Regions from separate parts of the Anser cygnoides genome. Here region 2 is linked to region 1. A link is a contact called in public Hi-C data. All regions are on one chromosome and are shown on one strand. The core of a region is the stretch at or near the end of the contact, and the rest is flanking DNA. Distances in the headings are between cores, read along the strand shown.

The links. Hi-C and Micro-C count contacts between places; a contact is called where the count stands out from the background.
Region 2: a contact with region 1 is called in a Hi-C map of liver, with 6 times the contacts expected there. The contact joins the promoter of BAZ1A here to the promoter of C5H11orf24 in region 1. A contact is called at or near these places in 2 of 7 Hi-C or Micro-C datasets (both in liver).

What each region holds. Positions count from the first base shown.
Region 1 is chr5:39,852,586-39,858,555 of Taihu_goose_T2T_genome, forward strand. It overlaps C5H11orf24 (chromosome 5 C11orf24 homolog), which reads right to left and starts at 2,347. Exons shown (of 7, transcript XM_066997965.1): 1 at 2,231-2,347; 2 at 1,095-1,217. It overlaps LOC106038849 (a long non-coding RNA gene), which reads right to left. Exons shown (of 3, transcript XR_010831823.1): 2 at 5,954-5,970; 3 at 5,357-5,613.
Region 2 is chr5:40,197,961-40,203,930 of Taihu_goose_T2T_genome, forward strand. It overlaps BAZ1A (bromodomain adjacent to zinc finger domain 1A), which reads right to left and starts at 2,230. Exons shown (of 27, transcript XM_048059739.2): 1 at 1,930-2,230; 2 at 1,095-1,245. The coding sequence starts at 1,207.

The DNA of each region.
Region 1 (5,970 bases), core at 1,097-3,596:
TCGATTTATAAAACTGTGGTTCAAGCACAGATAACGCTACCCAGAACACATGCTAGGTTAATGCTATGCATCAGAGCACAGGCAGCTGTCAGCGGAAGCGTGCACTAAAAGCCTCACGGAGAAAAGTTTTACCCAAGCCTTTAAAAAAAAACACAGCAAGACAAGAAACTTGATGCAAATCAATTCTGCGCAGTTTCTTCAGGCAAAGTTTTGGATGTTTCCAGCACGCACTGCTTAAAACAAACGTCTCCGCTCTTTAATATCCCTGCAACGTTGTCCCTTGAAAATTTAGTCAGTCATATACCCTGATAAGTCAGCTACCACATTTAAACAAGCACCTACCCTGTAATCCAGGGTATGCAGCCAGAGCCTTTAAGCACATTATCAGGCCTTCAGCATGGGCATTTTTCATCACTGAAGCTTGAAATTTCGCTTGCAAATTATTTCCATCGCCTCTGATAAGTCTGCACCAGGAGACTCCGTTTAGGAGGCTGGGGCTGCAGGTTGCACAGAGGCTCCAATTAGAATTTCAATAGCAGATAGCCAGATGCAAGGCCTGTTTTCTGGCAGATGATTTTATAAACCCAGCAGGGAATTTACAGCTAAAACAAAAAAATAAAGATGTCTGCAGCTACACGTTAAGAGGCCCGTAGTCCAAACTTTTCCCCAAGGAAGTACAAAAAAGGATATGTGCATATACAAGCATATAAAGTATTTAAACTAGAACCAAGCAGCAAACACGCACAGCAAGTGCATTAACCCATTATAAAGATAATAAAAATGGACAGATCCTTTCTAAATTACCCATTGCCATGTAATGGACTGCATTAACACATACAGTAGTGGATCATTATGATAGGTAAGTAAGATTAATACAGAAATACATGCACTTTTGAGAGAGAGAAACATCAACATGCATCTTAGAGCCCAGTTTTCAAAGCTACTGATCAGCCACAAACCCTCAGAGGCCTAAAGGGCACCAAATACTCAGTATCAGGGAGTTCACTTCGATCAGCAAGGCCGCGGATTAGCTCCAGGCAGGGAGGGTCAGCGTTCCCATGGTGGCTCCTTAGGCAAGCAGTCGGTTAACTCACTTTATCGGGAAGCAGGAGTGCTGTCGCATGACCAAGCCCGGCAGGGATTCATTCAGCTAACACACGGGATGCCAAGGCACCGTACTCAATAGGATCCTGACACGGGATTTTTCTTTGCCAGTCCTACAAGACAAAGTTTGGAGGCAGCAGAGAGGCGAGTTAAGGGATTCACTAAACCCACCAGGGCAAGAACCACTGGAACAGGACATCCCCAGAGGATACTGTCTTTAAGAGCCCGGTCAAAGAACAGGATTTGTTCTTCTTACTGTCTCATGGCAGTGTGCTAACATCGCCCAGGGTACAGTTAAACCTACTGAAAACATTTACTTGGGGTAAACGATGGGGCACAGGATGAAAAACATTTCATTCCTCCACGTGAAGCGGAAAGCCACTTACAAAGGCAATCTGCATTTCATGCAGCCTCCATCGCTTATTCAGACACCAGACTTTTTGTGCGTGCCTGTGACACCGCCAGGAAGTGCCGCAGACCCCGCGTCTTTGAAGGGGTCCATAGGGAAATAAAAGGAGCTGCACGGAACGCCGCCGGTAGCTCTGGGGTGCAGTCAGGGTTATTGAACACGCGCTACCCACACGGCGCTCCTCCCACCCCACGGTTTCTCCGCTGCACAACTTCAGACCCCAGCCCCACGACAGACCCCCTGCCACGACGCCCACCGGGCACCCCGCGGGCACCGGGGGGGGCTTTTCAGAACATCCCCAACCCACCCCACCCCCCCAAAAAAAAAAACAGGTCTCCTGAGGATCACGGGGGGCTGGTCACCTCCCGGTATGGGGCATGCAGCGGCACCGGGTGCTCCCCGTTACCCTCCGCAGCTGGGAACGGGACCGGGACCGGGACCGAGACAAGGGCTGGGGAGGAAGAGCCGGGACCGGGGAGGAAGATAGGAGAGGGGAACCGAGACCGGGAAGGGAAGGAGACGGGGGAAGGGAGAGGAGTGGGGAACCAGGACCGGGGGCAACCGGGAGCTGGGGGAGGGGACGACCCGGCGGAGCCCTCCCGGTACGGCTGCCCGCCCCCTCCCGGTGCCCCGCCGGGCCCCGCTCCGCTCCCCCGTGCCCGCACCGAGCCTACCGCCCCCCCCCCCGGCACTGTCAGCCCGCAGCGGGGCGCTTACCGCGGCGCTGAGCGGGGCGCAGGCGGCGGCCGCACGCCCGGTACCGGCGCGACCCCCGCGGGGCAGGAGCGGAACCGGGCGGCGCCGCGCCCCGCCACGTGCCGCCGCCTCGCCCCGCCCCTCCCGCCCATCGCCGCTCCCCATTGGCCCGCCCGCAGATCGCCCCGCCTCCTCCCGCCTCGGCCACGCCCCCAGCCACGCCCCCCTTCTCTCCTGTCACCCCGGAAACGGCGAGGGGAGGGCGGAAATAGCGTTGCGCGGGGGCTGTGCCCAGTGGAGGGCGGAGGGGCCTGGAGGAGCGTGGTCGTGTCCCTCCGCCCTCTGCGTGAGCGTCGTTTCTCCTCCTGCCCGGCTCCTATTTGCGCACCGGGCAGGGCCACAGACGCCCCTTTCCTCTCAGCACGTGTAAATTACCCCCAGATGCGCACCACACGTTAAGGCGTGCCTGTTTTGTGGAGGTCAGGCTTGTACCCTGGCCCGCTCTTGGCTGAGGAGTTGCAGCCAAAGGGGCAATTTTCTTCCAGTGTGAAAACCCCTGCTGCAAGCTGGGGGGCGGCTGCAGAAGCATCTTTCGGTGTTCTAAATTCATTACCAATACGCCTCCCCCACGTTTTCTGCAAGCAAACATTACAGGAGGCTTTGTGTTGAGTAAAGGAAGGGCGGCTGGGCTGGTTGTGTAAGACTCACAACTGTCTCCGAAAGGAAAAACTAGATAGAAACATGCTCAGGCTAACAGCTCCTTGTTACCCACATCTCAGTAACACACATCCTGCAATAATAAATGGTTATTTTGCCGTTTTTAGTGTTTCTGTCAACGCCAAAGGTTTGCACAACGCCAGTCTGCAGCTGCTTTGGTGTGTTATCAGGGGAAACCCTAGCAGCAGTGGAACTTTGAAGCATTTACACACTGCAGTGTGTACCAGTACGTACAGATACATATTAAATAGGTGTGCCGGAGCAGCATTCTGCAACATGCAGCCAGCTCCACAAAACGACAGAAGGAGCAGAACTTCCTTTAAGCTGTAAGCGCCCATTTTAGATCAAGTACACATTCAGCACGTTTGGGTTATTTCCAGATGGCCCAGAGAAGAGTCTTAAAAAAAAAAAAAAGTGCAGGTGACAACATTGTGCGTACAGGCATAGCCCGTATTGTGAGATGCTTTATATAGTGTTTGTGACATTGAACAGGTGAAACAGGAGCTTTTGCTACCTCAAGTAGGATCTGAGCTGCTACTGCTAATCTGGCCATAGATGAAAGCGATGCTGAAATCATTCACACATGCTGATGTAATTTTAGAACACAGAAATTTGCTTTTAGAAATGAGCAATGAGGAGGAGGAATTTATACCCTAGTCCATCAGATAATTAAAAGTAGACAAAATGCAGAGCCAGACAGAGCTCCACATTAAGGACTCAAAGCGTGTCTGCCTGCATCTGTTGTGTAGATGTATCATTCCATCTTTCATGTAAGATACTGACATCTACTGAAATGCTCCCTCCCCTCCTTTCCAGAGAAGGAGAAAGGGAGGAAGAACCTCTGCTATCCAGGAGAATTAGAAGAGACGGTTGAAAATGGGGGAAGGACTGTGTGCTGTAGAAAAAGGAAATCTGACAGGATCAAGTGCAAAGATGGAGCAAATAATATGAAGCAGGAGGGCTCACACCCCTTGGGTTGGTATGGTGGGGAACAAGCACATTTCTTAAGCAGTCTCAGGAGAAAAAAAAATAAATGAAAATGCACACGGAGAAGCCCAGATGCAGAATGGGAAAATAAAGGTACTAAAGTAAAGCCGTGATCACCTAAACAAAGAGAACGTGATATCATAAACGTGCCCTGTTCACCTCTCTCCCTGTGATGCACGGGGAACATCTGCTGTTCAGGCCCCCAGAGGACATCGTTTTGAAAGGTGTTTAAAGATCTTTGCAACTTTACACGCCTCATGTGAAAAGCTGGGGTGCTAAGACATGCAGGCAATAGGAGGTTTTCATAGAATATAAATGAGGTCTAAGCCACTGTTTATCTTTCAGTTGGTTTGTATTTATTTGAGGTTGTTGAGAGAGTAGAGATTATGGGATGTAATGAAATGGCATCAAAGGGGATTGGGCTGGAGGTGCAGTAAAGGAGATTTTAGGATATTAGTTCAAGCACAAGTGGCTCCAGTACAGTCGAGCTCTGTTCCAGACATTAACCCATGCAGGGTTTTGTGCTGACAGCTAGAGAACAAAAGGCAGGTCTGTGTTTAAAAAATAGTCTCCTTTCCAGAACAGATGGTGGTTGGGATAGCAAATATTTGCTCTTTTGGACTGCTCAAATAAACTTAGCCAGTTGAGGCAATGCAAAGAATAGTCCTTCATCTCTTTCTACATCTAAGAAGGAGTGGACCTACATCTCTTCAAACAGGTGGAAGGTTGAACCTGCCTACCCTACACTGTAAAGTCCCTTTTAGAGCAGTGCCAAGACAAGCTTATGGTCTGCTGGGGGAGAGTAGTCCCTCTAGAGGCACAAGGATCATCCTTCCAACTCTCTGTGTGGCTCCTGCACCAGAGTTTAACTTGTTCTGGGCCATATTCACCTCTGGTATAACTCCAATCAAATTAAGTCAAGAACCTATTTAGCCTGCTATCGTTTTTTTTTTCCTTTCCTTTTTTTATTTCTTCCCTTCCTGTAGCCATCTTTTCACAGAGGACATGCCTCTGCCAACTCTCAAGCTGCAATTAGGGAAGAGTCTGGATAGAACCGTTGACAATATGTTTGCAGAGTACTAAATACCATTGACTATGATCAGTAAATATTTACACTTGGAGGAAGAGATTTGCTCTTTGCATAGTTTGCATGTTGGCATCTGCTAGGCTGAATAAATTACTAATAAAAATTACATTGTGGAAAAAAAAAAAAGCCCATGCTGGTTCTTTGGAGCTATTTTATTAAAATCAATTAAATGATAAGTAAACTCATTCCTTGAGAATTACACTCTCTCCAAAATTTCAATGTTGGAATATGCCCTATTGCACCAAAGAACTGAGGCAGCCCACTCTTGGAGGAGTGTGAATTTTTCTAGTGAGGAACCCTGGGCTGACACAAAGGCCATTTTAGTTGGGGAAGGAGAGCCCTTGTTCTCCATCAAGACTAATGCCTGCAGCCAACTGTACAACAGCTCATTTTGGCATGACAGTTTTGAAGGAATTTGGCCACAGTTCCTTTTTGGTCTTGCATTTTGCACATCTCTGAATTCAGTCCCACCGAATCGTGAGTCTTGGCAGATCTTGCAATTATGAGTCTTTTCTGAACCCTCTAGCTTCTTCAATCAAGACACTGCATAAGGATCTTGACTATCATTTTAAAATGGATTTGGTGTATGCAAGGAAATGCAGAATACATGTCCCTAGAAGTGGAAATGCAGATAAGCAAATCTCAATTTCAGTGAGCTAAACTCCCCATATCAGAGTACGGGGTATTCCATCCACTGACAGTAGTCACCTAAAAGTCAAATTTCATACTTAAAATTCAAAGTGCTCTTGATAAACTTATTTTAAAGCCAAGATTCTCATGTAATACCATGTTTGTAGCAATGTTAACCCAATTAAAGAATTGGTCACAGGGACAGAGCATCAAAGTGGTTGCATTTTGAGTTACTATAATGAATTAAATATGTGCAAACAGCTAAAAAGGATTGGTTCTGTGCATCCACTGAACATTACAACTACAGATATAACATTACTCACAACCCATCAGGATGCTC
Region 2 (5,970 bases), core at 980-3,479, 350 kb after region 1:
TGTTCTTGCAAGCACTCAAGTACGTGACACTAACTTAGGGACTACCCATGCCTTTTCTCCACCGCGCCGCGTTAACGACGCTTTCACAATTTCCATCGGTCTTTTCACCGACGGGAAAAAAAAAAAAAAAAAAAAAAAAAAGGAGGGCCGTGACGGGACAGGGCAGCCTGACCGGCGGCGGGGACAGGTGTCCCTCTCGGCCGCGCCGCTCGCCTCTCCGGGGCCAGTTTCCAGCCCCGGGCGCTCCCCGCGCTGTGAGGACGCCCGGCCCGGCCCGGCGCGGGGAGCCGCGGACAGGTGCAGCGCCCCGCGGCCCTCCCGGGGCGGCCGAGCCATTTCCAGCCGGGCCGGGCAACGGCTCCCGGGCCCGCGGCCGGCGGAGGGCGGGGCGAGCGCGGCCATGGGCGGCGCGGCGGCGGCGGCTCTGACACCCCGGCCCGGGAGAGGCCGCCGGGAACAAGGAGTTAAGCGCGGCGGCCAGGGGCCGGCCGGGAGCCGGGCCGAGCCGAGCCGGGCCGGGCGCTCCCACAACAATGGTGCCCAAGGGCCCCGCACGCCGGGGCGGCCGCCGCCGTTGTGCAGCCCGGGCCCGGCCCGGCGGCCGTTGGCGGCGCGTCCCGGCCTAGCGACATGCGGCGGGGCAGGGGCAGGGGCCGGGGCTCGCACCGCCCGCCGCCTCCCGCGGCCGCAACTTTCACTTCCTCGCGGGGGTGTGCAGGAGCCGGCGCCCCCTGCCCCGCGGCGGCGGCGGCGGCAGCGGGAGGAGGAGGGGGCCGGCGGGATCCCCCCGCCAGGAGGGGAAGGCGGGCAGGGATTCCCCCTGCCCAGGCCGGGAGATCCGCCCTCTCCCCCCACCCCTCGGCGGGGCACGGGCTCGGCGCCAGCCCCCCCCCCCCCCGCCGCCACCACCGGCACCGCCGCCACCTCCCCTCCGCCCCGCCGGGCTCCCCGCGGCGCTGCCGGGGAATCCCCCGGCCGCCTCCCCCCGCCTCCCCGCCCAGGTGTCAGCCGTTGGGGGCTCCAACCGCTCCTGCCTCGCGCCGCCGGCGGAAGGGCGCGGGGGGGGGGTCCGGGGAAAAGGGGCCGCGGCTTACTCGTAGTCCCTGAAGATCTCGTTGGTGACCCTGCAGTGGAAAACGCGCTCGTCCGGCCGCAGGTCGGCGGGGGGCTTCTCCCTCACGAAGGGCTTGCGGTGCAGCAGCGGCATCGCCCCGCTCCGTCGTCTCCTTCCTGCCCCGGGACCCGCTTCGAACCGGAGGGAAAAAAAAAACACGGAGGGAAGGCGGGCAGTGAGTGCGGGCGGGCGGCGGCGCCCCCGGCCCGGGGAGGAGGGAGCGGGCCCGGCGTGTCCCTCCCCCCGGGGGGGCCGGGGAAGGAGCGGCGGAGCGCGGCGGCACGGCACGGCGGGCTCGGGCGGCGCGGCGGCGGCAGCCTTTTGTGTGCCTGACACGCCGCTGCCTGCCTGGGACTGCGCGGGGAGCGAACGGCGGCTCCTTCCTCCCCCGCCTCCTCCCGCAGCCTCACAATGGGGCCATGACGCCGAACGCCGGGCGGGGGCGGCGCCCCCCCGGCCCACCCCGCCCCGGCCGCGGCCCCGGCCCCGGCCGCACACAACGTGCTCGGCGCGGGGATACCCCGGCCCCGGCCGCCGCCGCCGCGCTTTGTCTCCGCCGCCCCCCCGCCGCCCCCGGGTCACCCCTTCCCCGCCTCTGAGCCGCGCACGCCGGCCCGGACGCCAACTTCCACTCCTCCTCCTCCTGCCCGCAGCGACCGCTTATCGCCCTCCTTCGCTTCCTGCCGGCCCGCTGCCCTAGCGGGGTCCTCGCCCGCCCCCCCCCCGGCACGGCTCGGCACGGCTCGGGGGGCTCCCCGCCCTCCGGCCCCGCCGCCGCGGGGGGCTCGGGGCTCCGCTCCCCCCCTGCCGCCTACCTGGTGCTGCCCCGAGCCGCCCCGGGGTGCGAAACGCGGCGCCCTCCGCTCGTCCCTTCTCGCTGCCCCCCCCCCGGCCCCAGCTCCCGGGAAGTTTTTGATCTACTTCTCCGAGCCCTCAATCAGGAAGAGCGGCGGGGAGGAGCCTTCCACTTCTCTCCCCTACATCTTTATTGGCCGCTCGGTGCCTTCCAGCGTGTGTCACACAGGAAGACAGCGAGCTACATTATTAATTAATGGCTGAGAGGGCTCATCCTCCATTTTCGAATTATCAGCCTGCGATCTGCGGCGCGCCGAGCGGGGGGGGGAGGAGGCCCGGCCGGCCGGGCTGCGCTGAGGCGGCGGCACCCCGGGCACCGGCAACCGGGCACCGGAGCCCGCTGCCCCCGCCGCCGGGCCGGGCTGCGGATACCGAGGGGCTCCCCCGAGCCCGGCCCGGCCCCCGGGAGCGCCCCGCCAGCGGCTCCCCGCCGGCCGGCCCGGGGCGGCGAGGGCAGGGTTTTGCCCTCGGCCAGGTTGCGAACGTGTCAGATGGGGCCCTGCCCGCCGCTGCCTTGCCTCCCCCCCTCCGGTTAATCGCCAGCGTCAGGATATTGTTCTGCCAGTGAACTAATTTTTCACCGCTTTTATTATTTCTTACCCCGGCGCGCTCACCGTGCCGTGGGTGATTAAGAGTGGGATGCTAATCTAATTGTGTTCTCTTAAGTGCCAGCCGGCTTAAAGACATAAAAACACAGAAGGAGGTCCCCATCCATCGCAGTTCAACAGTGCAAGGTCCAGAGCGTACATGAAAACGTACTGCACAATTGTAAAAACCCCACAGGACGACTTAGGTGACTGGTATCTGAAGGCTGACACAAAGATACAAGTTTACGACCTGAAATTCTGTTCGGGCAAATAAAGATCCTGTGCTGTTTCCTGCACCTGTGCATAGGTTGTTTTTCATTAGCACTGCAAGTAAAAGCAACGAGCAGCGCTGCGGCAGCCCGGATGACTAAAACCTAGAAGAATGTTTACACTCGAATTCGTGAATTACTTTGTTTAAAAAGTGATCAGGTCTTAATCAAAAGCACCGAGAAATGCCAGTGCTCCCTTCTAGTTCAGTTTACAAAATCTGAAGGTTGAACTGCAAAACAGGTTACCTCTGAGTCCTACCAACTTATTTTCATTTGCCAGTTGGCTTCACTTTCAGTTTTTAATTAATTTCTACCAAAGGGCACGAGTGCAACTTCAGTTAATGCACTTTTAATGCCTCCAACATTTCATAAATTTTAGGTTTGCATCAAAACCGTACAGTTTGCCACGGTTATGACATTTAGTGTTGGCAACTCTTATGATTACAGTGAGATTTTGCAACACTTAGCTTTGTTTTAAGCTCTGGCTCTTCAGCAGATGTGATTAAATTGGAGCCTCAGCTTCCCCTACAAATAATTACATTTCTAAATCTCAAGTTTGAGAGAAGAGCCTGAATATGTGATCTCAAAAGGTTCACAAATTACTAGGGAAATAAAAGTCTTGAGTTTATAATTTTTGTGAATCTCATCCTTTCTAAGCCAGTATCATGATATTTGGGAGCTTGGCTGTGTGTGTGTGTGTGTGTGTGTGCGGATTGTCAGCACAGCATTATTTCAGAATTAGTTGGTGTCCATGAAAAATGCATGAGTTGATAGAACTGTGACATCAAAAGCAAATCCCCTTTTCCTTTTTGCTCTCTCTTGCCCTCTTTCTCTTTTCTTCTCATCTTTTCCTCCCTCTCTTGTTCTTCCCCCCTCATTATTCCCTCAGTGATTTTTCCACTGAACAGATCCTCACTAAGTAATAGGGCTGCGCTAGGGTTTGATATTCTTAGGATACAGAGGAACAGTTCAGTTTTCACCTCTGAATCCAGCTCTGTTCTTTAAAAACCACTAATTCAGACTCTGATTCTGCTCCCAGTAAGGTCAGAAGGAACTAAGATAATTTTTTACAACACAGGATAACATCTACTAAGGGGACATTGAGATTTCAGTGGAAATTAATTCTGAGAAATCTGAAAAATGTTCCTTTCATGAGAATATTTCTTGTGTTTTTACACTGTATTCAATTTTTGTACTGATTTGGGTTGGATTTTTTTTAGGACATCACTGAAAGTATAGTTTTGATTCAAGACACAAGAACAGGGTTGTTGATGTGGATTTTACCACAGAAGGGCAAAAAAATAAGTTGGTTTGTTTTTAAAAGATGTTGTTGTACACTAACAGCTATACTAGATGGAGTTCCTTTGCCAGTGACTGAGGTTGCAGTTCTCATTCATAGAACTTTAAAAATAGTTGTACTGGGAAGATAAAATCTTACAAAACACTTGGTCTCCATGCTTTACAGCAGTAGGACAATTTCCTAGGGACAGTGCTGGCAAATCCCTCAGCTGGTCCTTCAAAGCTCCCCACAATTTTGCTAGTTTTTTATTTCTTTTCATTTGCTATATCAGAGATTTGTTTTTCTCCTCGTCCTATTCTATTTCTTCCTGTCCTTAAGCTACCAAGAACTGATTTACACAGAGATACTCCAAAATACCTGTTCCCATCAACCGTTACCAAATAGTTCCATATGTGACTCTTGTTATTCTGGAACAAGTGCAATACATGGAATTATTTTAGTATAGTCTTGCCACTCTAAAATGACACCTGACTTTATATTAGAGTAACTAATATTTAGCCAAATCATATACTTGGAACCATGCAAAAATAAAACTTTGACCCAACCTGTTTTACCTGTAGTATCACACAACTCAGAGAGTTTTATCCTCAGAGTCTGTTTAGCCACTTGCTTTGTAATAATTTAGTTTGGAATTTTTTAGCACATCACTTATAGTTTTGATTCATTTTGTTCATCTTTTTTTGTTCATCTTCTTCCCAAAAGTTGCCACTTTGTTCTTTCAGGTTTTGGCTGAAGCCAGAAAAAATAAAAATTAATTGGACTCACTTCTTCATATAGAATTTCACTGGACTTCGAAAGAGACTCTAGGTTCTCAACTCTATTTTTTGTAAAAAAACGTGGTTGAAAAGATAAACTTGAAAAATGAATATATTTGTTGAAGTAATATATTACTAGTGAGTTGTTCAGTCAAACAACAGTTATAACATCAACAATCTCTATATTTTTCTGCATTGACAAGTGTATAAAAAAGAAGAAAACTATAACATATACTTGAGATCATCTCAGTTTTAATGCACTGAATAGATTTTCTTGGGATAGCAGCACCCTTTTTCTTTCCAAATGCAGTTTTGGAAATCTTTCCTTTCCATAACACAAGCAAACCATAGATCACTTTTTTTAAAGCTTAATGCACCCAGCAATAACACCTTATTTATCTGATTGTGCGTTTTACAACGTACTGATACAGCTTTTTTCACCTTTTGCCCTTTCTCCACAACCTTGCTGAGCATTTACTCTTTTGATCATATATCTTTATTTAGACTTTAAACTATGTGAGGAAAGACAATGTGCTGGTTTTATCAATACACTCCAGCTGTGTGTAACAGTAACATTTGGTCTATTGTCTTTTGCTGGCTGTAAGGAACTATGCTCAGTTTTTAATAACTTACTCGCTTATAAATAACATATTTCAGTCAAAAAAGGAAGAGATACGCAGATAATTCTTTACAACAGATCTCATTTTTCTTTCATTCTAGCTCAGTTGCATTTCAACAAACTTTTAAAGCAGTTCTGTAATCACAAGGAGAGCAGGTTCCTTATTCTGCAGCTACTGTTTGTGTTCAATGTGAGACACAAAGGAGGAGATAAAGAATCAATCCCTATGGTCAGTGACTTTTTGGTATAGTCACTTTTTTTTTTTTTTAGTTCCATAATAGTCTTAACACAGACATCACACTTAATATAACAGAATAGAGGGCAATAAGTCATGACCAGAGTCTGCTCTGCCAGTTGCCAAGTTTTGATACCGTAATATACACCAGGGCCCATCTCTCACCACAGCCCTCTGGGAGCAATGAGGTGTTTCTTACCAGAATTGTTCTACAGAAAGTCATTCCGTGTTATTTT